Linked DNA regions of Danio rerio: region 1 is linked to region 2. A link is a contact called in public Hi-C data. All regions are on one chromosome and are shown on one strand. Each heading gives the region's core, a stretch centred on a gene start, on an enhancer-like site or on the middle of the called end of the contact. The rest is flanking DNA. Distances are from core to core; before and after follow the strand shown. Region 1 holds the start of secisbp2l (SECIS binding protein 2-like). Region 2 holds the start of usp8 (ubiquitin specific peptidase 8).

Evidence for each region. Hi-C and Micro-C count contacts between places; a contact is called where the count stands out from the background.
Region 1: a contact with region 2 is called in a Hi-C map of hematopoietic stem cells, with 1.6 times the contacts expected there. The contact joins the promoter of secisbp2l here to the promoter of usp8 in region 2. A contact is called at or near these places in 2 of 18 Hi-C or Micro-C datasets (caudal fin and hematopoietic stem cells).

Annotation. Positions count from the first base shown.
Region 1 is chr18:465,176-470,938 of GRCz12tu, forward strand. It overlaps secisbp2l (SECIS binding protein 2-like), which reads left to right and starts at 2,583. Exons shown (of 18, transcript XM_073930100.1): 1 at 2,583-2,717. The coding sequence starts at 2,697.
Region 2 is chr18:214,820-220,665 of GRCz12tu, forward strand. usp8 (ubiquitin specific peptidase 8) reads left to right here and starts at 2,143. Exons shown (of 19, transcript XM_073930073.1): 1 at 2,143-2,269; 2 at 5,198-5,362; 3 at 5,705-5,846. The coding sequence starts at 5,259. gabpb1 (GA binding protein transcription factor subunit beta 1) reads right to left here and starts at 1,472. Exons shown (of 8, transcript NM_001077450.1): 1 at 1,448-1,472.

The sequences.
Region 1 (5,763 bases), core at 1,333-3,832, 250 kb after region 2:
TGATTTAGAGGTCAGGACTACTAGTGTCATGTACTCAATGAGGTGTTTATATGTCTGCATGCGTTAGTTCATCCTGTTGAATTACACTCATCTCATGTCTTAATCCTCTGTGTGTGTGAAGTGTGTGTAAGTGTGTGTGTTTGTGTTCTGCTGGACAGTTGTGTTTTGGGCCCATCAGATAATAGTTCCACACAGAATCGCTGTTTTGACTCTGTAAACTCGCGTCTGAACCTGTGAACTGATGGCTGGTTTAGGGTTTGTGTGCCAGTGTTTTGAGCAGCAGTGAGAGCCGTATTGTTTAATGTCTGTGGCTCAAAATAAAGATGGAAGAATACAGTGACTTCATTATTATGAGGAAATGATCAAAACAAATCTCAGCTTCACAATACTGGCTGTCAACACTGTGTGTGTGTGTGTGTGTGTGTGTGTGTGTGTGTGTGTGTGAGTGAGACCGTGTGTGTTAATGTGTGTGTCGTTTACACCTTTGTGTTGGTGATAATGAAGGAATCACAGCTCTGTTTATGAGGTTCACACAGAGACTGCAGTTTTTACATGACAGAACTGATCTATTTCTGTTCTTGAAGAATGTTTTCATTTCCATCTACAATTAAAGCCATATTTAAATATTACACGATAATACTGCAGTCTAATGTTTTTATCACACCATGAAGTGAAACACTTTGTAAACGTATTTTGAATGCAGTCCGTGTTTCAGCTCTAAACCCTGTACACCTTATTATTTTCATAACCATTCATCATCAGATAAAATAACACCCAATCCAAATGCAAATGATGTAATCCAGATTTATGAAAAAATTCATAAAAGATTTACAAACTCACAAAACCATAACAGCGCCAGTGTACTGTGTAGATGTATTTATTAATTATTATTAAATAAAACAAACACAACAGACAGTAATGGTGATTTTCTGCTTGCATATAAAAGAGTTCAAAGCAAATACATACAAATTACTATAATTATATTTATCATAATTATTATTCCGCTTTAGGCAGTGCGGTGGCGTGGTGGGTTGGACATTCACCTCACAGCTAGAAGGTCCCTTTTTTGAGTCTCAGCTGGGTCAGTTGGTGTTTCTGTGTGGAGTTTGCATGTTCTCCCCGTGTTGGCGTGGGTTTCCTCCGGGTGCTCTGGTTTCCCCCACAGTCCAAACACATGCGCCATAGGGGAACTAGGTAGGCTAAATTGTCTATAGTGTATGAGTGTGAATGAGTGTGTATGGGTGTTTCCCAGTGACGGGTTGCAGCTGGAACGGCATCCACTGCGTAAAACATGTGCTGGATAAGGTGGTGGTTCATTCCGCGGTGGTGACTCCAGATTAATAAAGGGACTAAGCCGAAAAGAAAATGAATGAATGAATGAAAAAACTGCAGCCTGATGTCATTAATTGGCCAAATAACCAACAGGCCAGCACATTCAACTGTGCTCAGTCTGAATTTGGCCATCTGCATAATAAAAAATCAAACATTAATATTATAAACATAGAGCTTCTTGAATTTTCTAATCTTTTTTGCAAAAAAAAGTCAATTTTGTAAGTTCATGAATAATAAAAACAGCCTAATTGATATAAAAAATAACATTTAATATAATAATATTATATTTAATATGCTGCTTTTGGTGCTTTAAATCGTAATTTTTTTTTCTTTCAAGAATAAGGAGATTCAAAAATAAAAGTTACTGTAGTAAACATGACTTCACTTACGTCAGATTCGATGTTTTTTTTGGACTGGGCGTTGGACTATAATTATTCGCATTTATTGGAAGCCTTTTTTTGATGCCTTCACAATTTATGATTGCATAGCAGTCAAAATAAGACAAATGAGCTCATGTATGGGACAAATTCTGGACCTCTTATTAGTGGGCGGTGGGTCTTTCAAACCACCCGAACCCCCCTCTAGCTACGAGCCTATATGAGTATGAGTGAAACTGAATGAGTAATCCTTCACTGCAAAACATACAGTATCCATAAATCAGCAGTTTTCCATATTCTGTGCTTCATGTCTTTATTTTTCCTGTTTGTTTTTTGCTTCTGATTTGCATTATGGGATCCTGATCTTTCTTCCAACAACTACTAAAAAAGTGACTTTCATTATCATGTGTGGTAGTGTGCAGTGCTATTGTGTGTGTTGGTGTTGTAGATTACGCATCAGAAACCTTGTAATAAACTGCAGCACATTTTTTGTTATTTTACAGACATATTTCTCTAGATATTATCTCTTAAATAATCTCAAACTTCTAAAATGTCAATAAAATCACTTTGCTAAACTGTAGAGTAAAATTTTCAATATTAAAAATGGACAGAGCAGCACATGATAATGCAATTCACCACCGCAAATACACACAAAACACATAGCATATATTAAACTGTGTCGGATTTGTTATGATGTTAACATGATCAGTTTACTGTATAACTGTCAGGAGTGTTATATAAATAAAATCATCTATGACAAAATGTCCTCAAAGCGCCAGGAATGATCGCTCTGCTCTCGAGCGCCTCTGTCGGCAGCAAGCGGAGTTGCAGCATTGCGTGTTGCTAATTCTGACCCTCCGCGGCTTCCATCCCAGATGAGCGTCAGTCAGTCGGTGACGGGCTTCAGAACCGGAGCAGCACCGGATCATGAGCGCTATCACGGCCTCCTGACAGCTGCACGGCTCGGTTCCGGTGTCAGGGAGCGAGATGGACGGCGGCGAGAGGAAGGTAATGTGGTTTAATGACATACAATCGCTGGCGACAACCGCTGGCGTCGCGTTAGCTTTAGCATTAGCAGCGCTCTCGGGATTAAAGTCCGTAACGGCGGAATAACCGATTAATTCCTCGGTTAAACGCTCGCTCGTGTGTGAGGTGAGCGTTAGGTGTGTTTCAGGAGTGTGTGTAATGGGTTTATTAGCGTTGACGCGATGTTGAGAGCATCAAAACAATGACGCTCCTGTTATGATCAATTACCGCGACTCATCGATTATTAACACGCTCGTCGGTTATAACGGGTCGCGCAGCGGGTATAAGCGCTTATTACAGTATTGTGCTATTACTCTTATGCTCTAAGTGGTGTTAATCTGTGATTAATATAGCGTTGAGTTGGGTATCAGCACACCTGAGGCTGCAGGATCCATCAGGAAACAGTATTGATCATCCACTGCTGACATATGACGAGAAACAATAACAGAAGGATAATCACTCATAAGAGATGCTCTGAGGTGCTGTTTGGAGTTTATTATTTTATGACCATCATCAGAGCTCAGCGGTGATTGAACACGAGCTCTGCTGTTAAGTCAAACGGCTGTGATTTGAGCTGTTTTGGACTGTTTACATTAACAGCGATGCTAAAACGTCAGTGAACTTGGCTGCTGGATGGTCTGGAGGTGTGTGTGTGTGTGTGAGAGAGAGTGTGTGTATGTGTTGTGTGTGTGTTTGTATTTTGTGTTTGTGTGGGTAAGAGAGAGTGCGTGTTCGTGTATATTTTGTATGTGTGCTTGTATGTATGTGAGTGAATGTGTGTGTTTGTGTGTGTGTTTGTATTTTGTGTTTGTGTATGTAAGAGAGTGTGTGTTTGTGTATGTTTTGTTTGTGTGCTTGTATGTATGTGAGCGTATGTGTGTAAGAGGTATGTAAATGTGTGTGTGTATTTGTATTTTGTGTTTGTGTATGTAAGAGAGTGCGTGGTTGTGTGCTTTGTTTGTGCCCTTGTATGTATGTGAGCCAATGCGTGTGTGAGAGTGTGTTTGTGTGTGTGTGTGTGTGTGTGTGTGTGTGTGTGTGTGTGTGTGTGTGTGTGTGTGTGTGTGTATGTATGTATGTTTGTTTGTTTGTTTGTATGTAAGCGAGCGAGCGAGTGTGTGTGTGGAAAATAGTGTGTGTTTGTATTTTGTGTTTGTGTATATAAGAGAGAGTGTGTTTTTGTGTATGTTTTGTTTGTATGCTTGTATGTATGTGAGCAATTGCGCGTGTGTGTGTGTGTGAGAGAGTGTGTTTGTTTGGGTAAGAGAAAGTGTGTGTTTGAGTGTTTTTTTGTGTGCTTGTTTGTATGTGAGCGAATGTGTGTGTGTGTGCGCGTGTGTGTGTGTGTGTATTTTGTGTTTTTGTGTGTATGAGAGAGTGTGTGTTTGTGTTTGTGCATTTTGTGTGTGTGTGTGTGAGTATGTAAATATGTATGTGTGTGTATGTATGAGCCGGTTTCTGATCAGACCTGATCCAGCAGGTTTTTCTGCATTGATCACATCGCTGGCGTGTGTGTGATGTTTCTGTCTGTCGTCAGATCAGTTTCTGAGTTTCTCCTGCTGTTTCCTGTGCGATTCTTCTCCTGTCACTGAACTACTTCTCCAAAGTGAGTGTGTTTGTGTGTGTTTGTCATCTCTAACAGGTCTGTTTGTTTTGAAAGTGGGCATTAATTGTATGTGAATGTGTTGCTAAACTAGTTGTTGTTGTTGTTTATGTTATTGGATGTTGTTCACCACAGCAACTTGTATACAAATTAAACTTCAGTGTGAAAGTAAAGATGATGCCTTTAGGTTCAGGGGAAGGTTAAGGTGTCTTAAAGGCCCATTCACAACAATCACGATAACTGTAAAGGTAATGATGACGATATAATTGTTAAAATGCTTGCCAGTGTTGAAGAACAGCAGAGATCCCAGCAGTAAACACACTGAGGAACGATATCAACACTGTCAGAAGGATTTGTGCCAGCGGATGAAGCATAAAACACTGACAACCAATCAGAATCCAGTCAAAATTAAAGCTCCAGACGACACTGAAGGACAACACTGTTTTTAAAATATTAGCTAAAGAGTGTGATTAATTGGTTATACAATGGGAAATAATGATAAAACATATACATTAGGGCTGCACAACATATGGTTTCAGCATCGATATCGCAACGTGTGCATCCGCAATAGTCACATCGCAGACTATTAAATGTTGTGTGTGAGTAGGCATGGACCGGTATAAGATTCTGACGGTATGATAACCTTGGATATAATTATCACGTTATTGTGCTCACTGCTCTAAAATACAATCTTTTTAACTGTCTGGGTAAAAAACTAAAGCTTTTGTCCCCTTTGAACACAATATATTTATTTTTTTAATATTTTGAAGCAGTAAACATGTCAAGCTGAATAATTCAAATAAATCATTGACTTCTGCTGTCTTCATTAGTTTCAAAATCACTGATTTCTTTACAATTTAAATGACATCTTTGGATATAGTTTCCGCTGGAGATACTGCTGTACTCCAAAACATGTAAATAAAAAATCTTACTTCTACCTTAGGAACGGTATTACCGAACATTTTGGCGGTTTTAGGTCCTTGACTCTTCCAACTCTCATTATACCTCGAACATTGTTATATCCCATGCCTATGTGAATTTCAGTTAACTGCGTGCTACAGAACATGTGTGATTTGCGGAGATGCTGCTAAGTTTAACCATAATAGAGCAAAGGCGTGGGCTTGCACTTGACATTGGTGGGGATCTAGGACTCCACCAAATAATTTTTTTGAAAAAAGCTCCTCATGCCCACCTTTTTTTTTGCTGCCACCATCCATACTTGTGTGTCACCCACCTTAAAGCTGGAATTATACTTTCGCCTGGTGCCATATCGCATACCTCCGCTGACTGTGCGTGCACGTCGCGAAACGGCCGAGGCTATTGTACTCGCTGCTTTCGCCGTTGTGATATTCTTTAAAACAACAGGGGGCGGTCAAAAGAAACTGACGTAAAGTCAGACGGATAAACAGAAAAGTAGAACATTTC
Region 2 (5,846 bases), core at 893-3,392:
GACTAAGCCAAAAAGAAAATAAGTGAATGATGTCTGCCGCTTTAACAGAGTGTGATGGTGTTGAACTATTTACAGGATGAAGAATATACAGCTTTATTGCAGATTATTGTATTTCTGTATCTGTATACTGATCGACTCAATCATTTGCATATTTGCTCTGTTTATCTCTGCTTGGAGTATTTTTGCACTTCCCCACAAAATCATCACAATCGATCTAAAAGTATTAATCAAATTATCTTGAAAATAAACCACAAAAATGATATTTCGCAGTGTACATGTTTTCTATAGCGTGCAGCCCTGATAACAACATGAAGACGCAACACAAACCAGAACAAGCTTACATAAAATCCCAGCAACAAGCCCAAAGTCACACCGCAATAATCAATACAGCAATAATTAAGCAGAATGATTAGAAATGACAGTGATGAGCACAAATTAAACGCTGTACTAAAGATGTGTCTAAAAACAACCTAAAGAAACTGCCCTCCTAATAACTGTGGCTAATGCACACTATAATGTAAAGTACATTTTAAAAATAGATTTTTTATTTAACAGTCGTAATCTCACTGATTAATGAGTCTTAACTACAGGCACAGTGCAGCACACATGAGCATCTCCTCATCGCTTCCTCACACTGTCATGCCTGCAAACCCTTAGTGTCTTTCTTCTGTTCAACATTACTCTGAAGAATGCTGGAAAAACACACACGGACACCCACAGCAGGAACAAAAACACTGCAGAGGTTAATGTCTGGGCGGTTCATTGCGCTGTGGCGACCCCTGATTAATAAAGGCACTCAGCTGAAGGAAATGAATGGATGAAGATGATGTCTGTTGATCCAGCAATACTCAGAATATCTGCATTAATGTTCATCATACTCTCACAGGTAAATAACGACAGAACTATATGTGTGAACTGTCCCTTTAAATCACAGTCAGTGGTCAATAATCAATAATCAGAGCATACAGATGATCAGATCCAGCGTGATGATAACAGCACTGCTCACTCATTCCCTAATGCAGACCGAACTCTAGTGCTGTTCTCCAACAGCAGTTCAGCATGAGAACATGTCATTATCAGAGACAGGCATCCCCTTCAGGATAATGGCACTATAACACACACAGTGTGCTGAGCTGCTGCTGCACTGTAATGAGCTGCAGTCTCTGTGTCGCTGCTTCAGATCGATCATGGTGATCAGCGCTGTGTTAATGAGCTTGATCAGATTGATAATCGCGTTATTCTGCAGTGGATGTACTGATGGTCTGCTGTATAACGCGCTGTGATGTACAGCAGATCTGCACTATAGTCTCCGCCGGCGAGCGTGACGCAGCGGCCCGTTAAACGCGATAAACAGGAAATCGCTGCTGTTCCGGGGGAAGAGGAAATATTAAAACCCCACAAACTTCCACATCCGGCGGACGCGATCACGAATTTATGTGCTTCTTACCGTCCGAGCAGAGCCTGCAGAACCGAATCCGCCCGAAACCGAGCTGAAAACCCCGGGATGACAATAATAGAGCGGGCACGCGCGCGGGCGTCAATGCGCGGGCACAGGCTGACAAAAAGATAAATATGATAAATAAAGTAAATAATGAGATAAACACACACACACTGCTCTAGCGAGGACCAGTTTAGTATTACTGAGTAATTCGTGTGTTTCTATTTTATGAAAAATTATATTTGTATAACTAATAGCTAACGAGTGTTGAGCGGCCGAGTGCACTGCGCATGCGCGAGTCAGCTGATCAGACACCCGATATGATCATACTCATAAAAGTACAGACGAGCTCAGAGTAATGCGAGCTTACAGAGCTGACGATAACACACACACACACACACACACACGATTCATGGGCAAGAAGCCAGCAAAACACGTTTAAACAGCCGATAAACACCGTCAGTGTGTGTTTACCTGTCTCTGTGTGTAAACAGAAATAAATGAGTGCTAAATTAATTTTAAAAAAAAGCGAAAAAATAATAATAGTATGTTCAAGACATGAGTCAAATACAGATACTAATAATAAATTATTCAAAAGTGAGCAAGTTTAAGGCTATAAAATAAGCTGTGTGTGTGTGTGTGTGTGTGAAAGTGAAACGCTGGCGCATGTGTGCGTTTAAATAAAGCTTCCGCTGTTTGAATGCAGTCACTTCCGCGTTTGATCGAGCAGTTTCAGCCTGTTTCTGTCATTATCCTGAATAAACTTCACTTCTCGGCGCTCAGCTGCGGCTCTCGGCGGATTTCGGCGTGTTTGCGGGGCAGGCGGTGTATGTGAGGTGAGTTGGAGCGCTGGGCTGCGGTCAGGCGATGATTAATAAGCAGAAATGCTGCATTATTGAGTGTGTTTGTGAATCTGATCTGTCATCAGTCTCGTGACCCTCCGGCAGCTCTGAGATCAGCTCTGATTGTTGTTGTTCTCCTCTCCTGCTTTCGCCATTACTCTGTGTGTTGACATGAGCAGTGCTGTTGACAGATCTGAGACAGACGACACGGATATAAACACCGCGATATTAGCATGATAACAGGAGGACTGAGGAGCTGTTCAGCACTATACACTCACTGACCGCTTCCCCAGAGCCTGCCATCAGCCAAAAACACAACTCATTACACACTGTTACATTTACCTATATGTATTATAGCTATTAATATTTCCCAGATGATGTTGAGCAGATTCAGGAGTTGTTCTCAGTGTTTCCTCTAATATCTGTTCTTCTGGAGAAAGTCTGATGTGTTTTATTTGGGCTAGAATAACAGCAGTGTTTAATAGTGTTAAAGTCATGTTAAGCTCAATATTATTCTCCTCTTCAGCAATATTAGTGTTGGATAGTCTCCAGAACAAACCACTGTTATACAATGACTTGCCTAATTACCCTAACTTTACCCTAATTACCCTAGTGAAGACTTTACATGTCACTGTAAGCTGAACACTAGTGTCTTGAAGAATATCTAGTCTAATATTATGTGCTGTCATCATGGAGAAGAGGAAATGTGTTGTGAAATCTGCTCTCCATTAATCAGAAATTGGGAAAAAAAACAATAATTCTGCTCATATATAAACACTCTAGGCATGTGCTGGTATAAGATTCTGACAGTATGATAACCTTGGATTAATATAAAATATATTCTTTTCAAATGTCTGGATAAAAACAACATCTTTTTCCGCTTTGAACACAGTATAGTTTATTTAGGGAAATGCTGAAATATATTCGAGCAGTGAAGATGTCGGGCTGAAAAATAATAAATCACTGACTCCTGCTGTCGACATTAGATTTCTAAATTCAGATTTCATTAATAACTATTTAATTACATCATTTAAAATGGCATGTTGCATCTCTTTTGTGCTGGAGATTCTGTTATCCTTAAATGTTAAACAGGGTATCTGCAGGCTCTTAAAAAGACTTTAATCTCAAAAACTATATTTTAGGCCTTAAAAAGTCGAAATATTGTCTTAAATCTTTTTTAAACAAGTCTTAATTTTTTTTGTTCAGGTGTACCCAATCGGGCCAACACTCATCCAATAAATAAATAATAAAACACTTTATTTAAGAAAGTACTTTTGAACTCTGTTTACCATATAAGGTTAATTATGTTCCTTACAATAACATTGGTTTAAATGTTTTCCATGTAATTACTGCTGAAGCTGACCTGGACAGACGGGTGTGCCTACATTTACTTGATTATAGTTTTTAAAACATTTAAACTTTTATTCCAAATTAGTTTTTATTCTTATTAGGAAAAGTTGATGAAAAGTGTATGGACAGCACTAGAGCTTACTTTGACAATATCTAAAATATTTTGCTCAGAATAACTGAAACATTCATTTATTTATTTCTTTTTGGCTTCGTCCCTTTATTAATCTGAGGTCGCCACAGTGGAATGAACCGCCAACTTATCTAGCATATGTTTTATGCAGCGGATGCCCTTCCAGCTGCAACCCAGTACTAGGAAACATCCACACACACCCATTCAATGGACAATATCTAGCTTACCCAATTCACCTGGAATCGCATGTGTTTGGACTGTGGGGGAAACCGGAGCACCCGGAGGAAACCCACACCAACACGGGGAGAACATGCAAACTCCACACAGAAACACCAAGAGTCTGGATATTCATTCATCATGATCTTAAAAATGTCTTGAAGTCTTAAATTTAACTTGCTGAAACCTGCAGACACTCTGCTAAAACCAAACGCAAAAGAAAATATGTATGCCAAATTAAATTAAATAATAAATGAATGCAACATAACATGCTAACAGATCATATAATTAATATAATAATATAATTAAATGGTCATATTGTCAACATTTAAATCAAATCTATTCAACACTCATTCATAGCATATATGATCCACTTGACTACTGCAGTCTTTGCTGTACACATAAATATAATTCACTTTTGTTAAAGCTACAGAGTTTATTACTGTAAATACAGTTATTTGTTATTGTTAAAGCTGCAAACATTTTAATTTCTTGTGCCCAAATAGTTTAAACATTCCATGTTTGACAATCTCTTCCCCAGTAATGGGTTGCAGCTATAAGGTCATCCGCTGCGTAAAACATATGCTGGAATAGTTGGAGGTTCATTCCGCTGTGGCGACCCCTGATTAATAGAGACTAAGCCGAAAAGAAAATGAATGAATGACAGAATCTGAACTGAAACATGCAAAGAGGGTGGGGCATACAGTAGCCCCTCCCCTTTTAAAAACCAGCCAATAGCATTGTGTATTTCTCCCAGATCTGCCAGTAAAAGTGGTTGAGCTCAAACACATTAAATAAACAGCCAATGAGAATAAGGGGCGGGGCATGTCAGACAATGGAGAGCATTTGATTGGTCAGAAGATCATGGATGATGCATTTAAGAGGACGAGACCCACTGCAGACTGGAGATGTGTACATCGTGGATATGGTCAGTTGTGGAGACTCTAGATTAGAGATATCCTGAACACTACTGATAACATCTATTCACACGGCCTTTAAATGAAAAGCTTTGGGTTAGAGCTGTGTGATCCCGCCCCGGGAAATATGGGATGTGCAATATTGTTGTTGAGTGTCGTGATGATGATATTTCTATTTAAATAAATATGCATGCTATAATCATACGACAGAGCTACGCCTGTGCATCACCATCAACAGATTCAGACATGGCAGACGGCTGCTTCACACGGCTTGTGATTATCTGTGTGTGTGTTTCTTCCTCAGTGTGTGTGTGTGTGTGTGTGAGACCTGAGGCTTCGGTGTCCAGCAGGAATATGAGCTGAAGATGCCGTCCGTGTCCAGCGGATTGAAGGATCTCTATCTGTCCACGTCACTCGGAGATCTGAACAAGAAGGCAGAAATCAAGCCGGACAAGAGCAGCACCAGACAGTGAGTGCAAACCAGCAGCTCCTGTGTCAAACGGCACTGCGCGCACACACACACACACACACACACACACGTATTACACTGTGAAATGCATCAGTCTCATTAGCATGATTGAAAATGGAAATTAATTGTAAAATCTTGAATTAATAAAACAGAATAGATGCTATAAGAATAAAACATTTATAAAATAAAAATCACTACATTCATTAATAATAATAATCTGTATGTGATGTAGAAAAATACTCAAGTGCTCTATATGATAACCACAGACTCAGAAAGGGATAGAGTAATAAATATTGTGATTAATAACAGCAGACCTCAGATCAGTGTGTGTGTGTGTGTCAGTTATGTCCAGAGCGCATGTAAGATCTTCAAGGCGGCAGAGGAGTGTCGTCTGGACCGTGATGAGGAGAGGGCGTATGTGCTGTACATGAAGTATCTGAGCGTCTATGACCTGATCAAGAAGAGGCCGGACTTCAAGCAGCAG